Linked DNA regions of Sus scrofa: region 2 is linked to region 1. A link is a contact called in public Hi-C data. All regions are on one chromosome and are shown on one strand. The core of a region is the stretch at or near the end of the contact, and the rest is flanking DNA. Distances in the headings are between cores, read along the strand shown.

Evidence for each region. A called contact is a pair of places that touch in the nucleus more often than the background predicts.
Region 2: a Hi-C map of retroperitoneal adipose tissue shows a contact between it and region 1, with 1.6 times the contacts expected there. A contact is called at or near these places in 4 of 47 Hi-C or Micro-C datasets (embryonic fibroblasts, retroperitoneal adipose tissue and subcutaneous adipose tissue).

The regions. Positions count from the first base shown.
Region 1 is chr3:52,373,382-52,377,052 of Sscrofa11.1, reverse strand. IL1R2 (interleukin 1 receptor type 2) reads left to right here. Exons shown (of 9, transcript NM_001243363.1): 5 at 111-282; 6 at 2,369-2,431. Among named protein-coding and RNA genes, the nearest start is that of IL1R2, 30 kb to the left of the region's middle.
Region 2 is chr3:52,518,594-52,522,218 of Sscrofa11.1, reverse strand. It overlaps MAP4K4 (mitogen-activated protein kinase kinase kinase kinase 4), which reads left to right. Exons shown (of 29, transcript XM_021087163.1): 13 at 2,007-2,168; 14 at 3,484-3,570. Among named protein-coding and RNA genes, the nearest start is that of IL1R2, 120 kb to the right of the region's middle.

The DNA.
Region 1 (3,671 bases), core at 298-2,797:
TGGGCTGCAAATTCGATAGTGATTGATTGATAATACTTACATACGCTGTTCATAGCTTTTGAGATGTTAATTAGGATAGAGTGTAACTCTGAAAACCTTTTTCCCATAAGGAGTCTGTCCCTTTGGATCAAGGTGGTGAGAAGTTTCTGAGTGTGAGGGGAACTCGCTTACTCGTAAACAATGTCTCTGTGGAGGATGCGGGCTATTACACCTGTGCCATGACATTTGCCCATGGAGGAAGGTCATACAACATCACTAGGAATATCAAACTCCGTATCAAAAGTAAGTACAAGCCATGGAAGATGCCTTTCTTCACCCTGGTTTAGTGACAAGTGTGCAAGGAAAAAAGTCGGGTTTCACCTAGAATTCCTTGACTATCTTTGTACAAAAGGAAAATAGATATGACATCTAAGTATCAGGCTTCTGAGACGTGTGACACTTGGAAATGTAGGAAGCAGGGTGTTTTCATGAGGAAAAGTGAATCCCCAGGTATTTGACAGGGTTCCCAGTCTGAGGCTAAAACACATACCACTAGAGGGGGCCAAATGCTGGCTCACTTGGAAGGTCCCTTTGCACCTCCAGGTCCAGCCGTCAGAACAGTTGCCATAACTTTAGGTATGATTCTAGGATACTAGGATTGTATTGGATTTTTCAGTTGCAAGGCTATGCACTGGCAGGGCGGGTGAAAATTGCCCTTTTTGGTCTTCCCCGGGCATGTCTAGTTACCTATGAAACCAGGCTTATAGAAAAGGGAGGGCTCTCATTGGTTTAAATGAATTCTACCTAAAAATTACATTGTGGACAATATTGACCAGTATGTCAAATTTGTCCATCATTTCTTCCAAACCTCCTACATGCTGGATGTCAAGGCTAGGGGAAGGGCCACACAAGGTTTGAAGTCCTGGCCCCTGTTCTGGAGAATATGGCACTTTTATACACGGAATGACGACACAACTGATGAGAGCTCTGCATAGTTCCAAATCTCTCTTCCACTATAGTTCCTTCATAGTTCCAACAATTAAGGTCGGAACCTTAATCGTTACAGCGATTAAGGTTACATTGTTGGTCTATGAGGGAAAAAGACCTTTTTTTCTCCCAGAGGGTCCAGAGCTTCAGAGTTACTTTAGGGAAAATCGTGCCTCCTACGAGCGGAAATCTCTATTTTCTTTGATTGTTCTATGAGGATTCGTGCACATTAACACCTTGCTCCCTGACGGGGGAGTGGAAGATGGCAGAATCCCTCCACTCCTGCGATTTTGAAGGGGCCCAGGATTAGCCTATTCGTGTGATACTGCATATGAACACAAGGGTGCGCCAACCCACGCATTATTCTTTCATGATTACGCTGTCTCCATTGTTCCTAAACGGTGGTCCTTTTTCAGACCCAGCGCATCACCTGGGTATCATTAGACATGCAAAATCTCAGGCCCCATCCCAGACCTCCTGAATTAGAAACGATTAGCAATCTGTGTTTAATAAGCCTCCAGGCAATGCTGATGCATAGAGAGTGTGGACCCACTGACGTATCTAGTCCTGGAAGCTTCCTTTCCCCCTCCCTGCTCCCCAGCCTCCCTGCAGCAGCCCTGTGACTGGGGAGGGAAAGGCTCCTGGTCACCGTCACGGTGGAGAAGCCAACTGCTCCCTGGGCTCTCCTGGGATGCTGCCTAATGCTTCCTCCTGTTAGGGTTTCAAATGCTCTTTAAGAGGTGAAGGTGGAGACCCGCAGCCCTTCATCCACCCCAAGCTGTCCTTTTGGCTCCAGTTCTCCGGCCCGGGGTTTCTTCAAGCTGCCAGGAGACCTGACTCTGGGAGAGCTGGGTTCTGATTCCTCCCTGAGGTGCCAGTCTTCTCAGTGAGCAGGACCCTTTCCCCAAGCTGGGTCACTCTGCTTGTCCCTCAGTGTGGAGTGAGCATCTCAGACAGGTGGTTCCTGAGCCCCTGTGCCTTTTTCATATTGAATTTTTTGTAGGTAACGCCAGTGTCCTGCTGCAGGCACTTGGGGAAGTGCTGCTGGAGTGGGGGGATGAACTTTAGGGCCAGAAAACTTTAGGGTAAAACCTTTCTGGTGGACATGGTGAATGTTCCTATTAAGTGTTCCTCCAGGAGGCTGGGGAGGGAAATGGTTAACCACTACCCCATCTGTTGGTGGAATGTGTGTTTAACTGTGGCTTCTTCCAGGAATCTGTCTTCTGGGAAAGGCATTGGCCCAAGAGGCTCTATTTGGTGGAGAACCAGTTTCCTTTCCAAGCCTCACAAATGCTGGCCCTGTTGCAGAGGACAATTCAGTTAATTAGCTAAACAATAGAACTTCACCCTCATTTCAAATGAAGGCTTTCCTCCCTGACTCTCTTCCTTGTGTCTTTCTCAGAAAAAGAAGAGGAGACAATTCCCGTGATTATCTCCCCACGCCAGACCATATCTGCTTCACTGGGTAAGGGCCATGATCCCCACGGGTGCCTGCTGTCCCAAAGTCGGGTCCTGCGACCCCTGTGTCATCGACCACGCCCGCCCTGGGGTGTGTGCAGGTCCTGGGTGGAGACCCTCTGCAGTGGGAGAGGCTGAAATAGCAAAGGCCAGGGAACATTTCCCTTTGTCCAGCACTGTCAGAAATGGCCTTTTGGAAACAGGTATATTTTGCTTTGTGAAAACCCCACCTACAAAAATCTCAAGGCAAACATCAGACCATTCTGGTAGTTATACACAGTGGGAAAAGATTAAGGGTCCGCGCCTGCAGTATATTTAAAATAATTCACTTGGGCGTTCCTGTCGTGGTGCAGTGGAAACAAAATCAACTAGTATCCTGAGGATGACCCCAGGCCCTGCTCAGTGGGTTAAGGATCCAGCATTGTTGTGAACTGTGGTGTAGGTTGTGGACACGGCTCAGATCTGGTGTTGCTGTGGCTGTGGTGTAGGCCAGCAGCTGCAGCACTGATTTGACCCCTAGCCTGGGAACTCCCATATGCTGTGGGTGCGGCCCTTAAAAGCAAAAAAATAAATCACTTTGCCAACACTTGGCTGGTGCTCTGTGTTTCCCTGATTCCATGTTCCTGCTCCCACCCCAATCCCAGACAGTCTCCTGTTGCCACAACAGCTGGTCAGTGGGTCAAGGGAGATAATGAAAATGGTTGAGAGTTTGCCATTTTCCACCATTTTTTCCTGTGTTGGCTGACACACTTTCTTACTGAACATTATTGAATGTTATTATTACTATTGAACACTGCTAAGTCTAATAAGATGCCATTTGATGCCAACATCCAATCTGTGGGAAGATCTTACTTCTCCCAATTTCCAGAAGAAAGGTGCCCTACTGGTCACTGGCTCAGTGTCTGTCAAAAAGCCACAGTTGGGTCAGGCTGGGGTTTAGATTCAGGCCTGTGAATCTGTGAAGCCTGTACCTTTTTTGTGTGTTTGTTTTTGTATAATGGTTTTGTAGGTCTTAAGCTCATTTACTAAATCCTAGCTGCAGAGTCCTGTCTGTCTGTCTATCAATCAATCAATCAATCAATTATCTATCATCTAGCTATTATCTTTTTATCTATCATCTATTATCTATCCATTGATCATCTATTTTCTATTATCTTTCTATCATCTATTAGCTTTCTATGTATCATCTATTATCTATCTATCTATCTATCTATCTGTCTATGTATCTCTCTCTCTCTATCTAATCT
Region 2 (3,625 bases), core at 364-2,863, 150 kb before region 1:
TATCAGAGGGCTTTTTGTTTCATCATCTTTTTGATGTAGTTTTACTCAAAAGAAGTTAAAAAGATGCTTTCCTTTGGAAAACCTGGCCAACCAAGAATATCTGAAGAAACTAAGTAATTGCTATTTAAAGCACAGAAACTTGTGTTTACCAGTTAGTGGAATGTAAAGTTTTTTATTGCCAGTGATAGAAATGGTTGAGTTCTTAGGTCCTAAGTGTTTATTGTAAGCGATGTGCTGGTGAAAACCCAACTGTTCTTTTTGCTTCTGCATGGAACAAGCAAAAGATACAGAATAAGAGATTTTAGCTCAGTCTGCCTGGAAGAGGAGAGGCCACAGAAACACAGCTGGGAGGTGGCTCAGTTTCTGTGTGAGGTTGTTCCTGGAGCCCTGAGGCAGGGGAAGTGGTTTGCTGGCTTTTAGAAGGCAGAGGCCCTCCACCTGATTGCAGACCATTTGGCGGCAGAAGAGCATAGTGTCAGTGCAGAAGTCTTATAAAAAAGTGTGAAGGCATTATGCTAGCAAGCAACAGGCAGCTTTATAGGAGGGTAGTTGTAGGTGTTAGACCTGACCGAAGATGTCCTAGCCATTAAACTCGTAGCTTCTGAACACCAGGATGGTTCTGGTTCTCTGTTCTTCTTACAACCCCACCTCACCCACAGGGGAGTGTTTTGCATTGAAATCTAAGAGTAGACAGTGGGGGGAGCACCCCCAAACTTGAAGTGTATGGAATAAGAGAGGAGGCGGGGCCAGAAGCTGACTCTAGAGAATGATGGTGATGTAGCCATCACCTCAGGGGCCTGCTGCCGACCCCGTGTTCCCTGTGTGAGACACAGCTCCCCGTTGCTCAGGAAGTCAGTTTTAAGCATCTGCCTTCAGAACGAATGCTGGGTAGGGTTGGGGTGGGGGTGGGGCTCAGGAGGAGTACTTTGACTGTAATAAATAACTATTTTGTATACCTATCATGAATATTTTGGTCTAATATCTCCAGTGGCTTTGCCCCAAACTTTCTCATTTATTAGTAGTTAATCTCTGTCACATTAAAGTTTGTGATGCTGGCTTCCTGTGTCTTGAGAAATTGGATGGCTGTGCTTTCTCTAGAGCTGTGCTGTAGACTGTTTAACTTCGGTGAAATAAAATTCAAAACTCCGCTCCTTCCTTGTGCTGGTCCCATTGCAGGTGCTCGGTCACAGCGAGGGGCCAGTGGTTGCTGTACTGAGCGAGCCCTTCCCCAGCTGGGATCTGAGGGCCCATACTGCACGTTCACAGGAGGAGGGGTTGGTTGATTTTATATTCAGCACCCAGATGTGGGCCCAGTGTCACTTTTATGACACCCTGTACTCTGGGGCTGGTAGAAGGGCTGGGATCTGGGCGAGTTTGGTAATGAGATGCAGGATGGCATATGCTGTGCAGTGACAGGCAGAGTGGCCTCAGACCTGGGGGCTTAGAGGCCGGCGACACCAGGCAGTCGCTTCATTTTTCCAAGCCTGTTTTCTCCTCTTCGAAGTAGGAGGGAAGGACCTGCTTCCTAGGTTTGTTAGGGGAACTCCAGTGGGTGAAGAGGTGGAAGGAAGACCGCTGTGTCCTTAGCGTGCACGCACGTGCTCGGGTGGTTTCCTCAGTCGCGGTGAGATCACTGCGTCTCTTATTCGCGTTGGTGTCAGTTCCTCTTGCCCTCATATGCTTCTTTTGTTGCCTTATTTTTCTTTGCCCTGTTTTTCTTTGCCCGATCTATTGTCCTGTATCCATTTCTCGTCTTTTTCTTCTGACTTAAGGGCCCTGGATAGCTTGTTAGTAGGATTTGAGGATAGAGGGTTCCCTGTCCTTCGTTGCTGTGGTTCAGTGAAGAATGGGGCATGACTGAGAGCAGAATGGAACCAAGCTCTGACTGGTGCTTAGGAAGCTGGTCCATGTGGACCGGTGGAGGTGGGCCTGCGAGGTCCCCCCCGTTAGCGTCTCCCTGCAAGCCGAGGCTAGGGAGTCTGCTGATTGTGTCTGTCCCCGCATAGCAACAAAGGAGAGAGCGCGAAGCCAGAAGGCAGCAAGAACGTGAGCAGCGGCGACGCGAGCAGGAGGAGAAGCGGCGTCTGGAGGAACTGGAGAGAAGGCGAAAGGAAGAGGAGGAGAGGAGACGGGCAGAGGAGGAGAAGAGGAGAGTCGAGAGGGAACAGGTTAGTTTGTCCTCAAAGAATGTTCCCGCCACAACTCCTGACCTCTGTCACTTTGCAGACTTGGGGGGTTGGGGGCAGAAAGCTCACCCGGGATCAGGACTTCAGAGCTTTGAACGTGCAGAAGTGCAGCTGGAAACATTCAAGTCAGTAAGTGGACTCTCTTGTCTCTACAAACAGATACATATGAATCATGACACTTTAGAAACCTCTCGAAACCAGCTGAGTGGTCTCCACTAGTCTGATGCTTGAAGGATCTTCTCGGGTTTGGCTTAAGTGCTTCAAACCTCAAATATCTGGATGATAGTGAACTTTTTTTTTTTTTTTTTCTTCAATGAAATTTGAAACCAAGTGTAAGACGTTTCCCATGAGAAATATTTGAAGTATCCAGTGACTAAAGAGGATTTTTCCTCACCACGTATTTTGGATGTGCTTATGTGTTTTCTGTGTTAGAGAGATGTGTCATTCTCTTCTTGTTGAAAACATGTCATGTCCGTGTCCCTCCCAGCCCCGCCTTTGGAGACCCAGCCCTCTCAGTCACCAAGGGCTTGGGGCTGGTTCATTTGTGAGAATTTCCCAGACCAGAGCTGGCAGAATGTAATTGTTCTAGGTATCTTTTGTTTGATCTCAGAAAATACAATTCATATTCGTTTTATTTAATATTAAGCAGGTTTTGGTTTGGGGTTTTAAAAACTGGTCCTTCGTGCTTGGTATAAATAGTGGTTAGTCAGCAGACAGCTATTAACAAGAACACTCTGGTTTCCTAGCTGAGCTTTGGAGTGCTCTGCACTTAGCATCTCTAAGAGGAACAGCAAAGTCCTTTAAACCCTTGCACTTGTATATATAACATCTGTGTTCTAACAGAAGAACTTTACTTGTCCTTTTAGGGCCACGCCCACAGCATATGGAAGTTCCCGGGCTAGGGGTCAAATCAGAGCTACAGCCACTGGCCTACACCACAGCCACAGCAACACCAGATCCAAGCCATGTCTGAGACCTACACCACAGCTCAAGGCAATGTCAAATCCTTAACCCAGTGAGGAAGGCCAGGAATCAAACCTGTGTCCTTGTGGATGCTAGTCAGATTCATTTCCGCTAAGCCACAGTGGGAACTCCCTGAACTTTACAACACCTGTGTGGTTCCCACAGGATTGCGTATCATCATTTATTAGACTCTAGATCATAGTTTGAAGTTCTTGGGAAAATCCTTCACACTAGGTTTTTGTAGCCATTGGTCCCTGAGTGAGTTACCTGGGGTGGCAGGTGCTCTGGTGCATTCTGCTGGTGGATTGATGGCTGGGTGGTTTCTGTGTGACAGGAGTATATCAGGCGGCAGCTGGAAGAGGAGCAGCGGCACTTGGAACTCCTTCAGCAGCAGCTGCTCCAGGAGCAGGCCATGCTACTGGTAACGCCTGTGTGGGTCCTGGGCTGTGTGGGGTTCCCTGGGCTGGGCAGGGTGC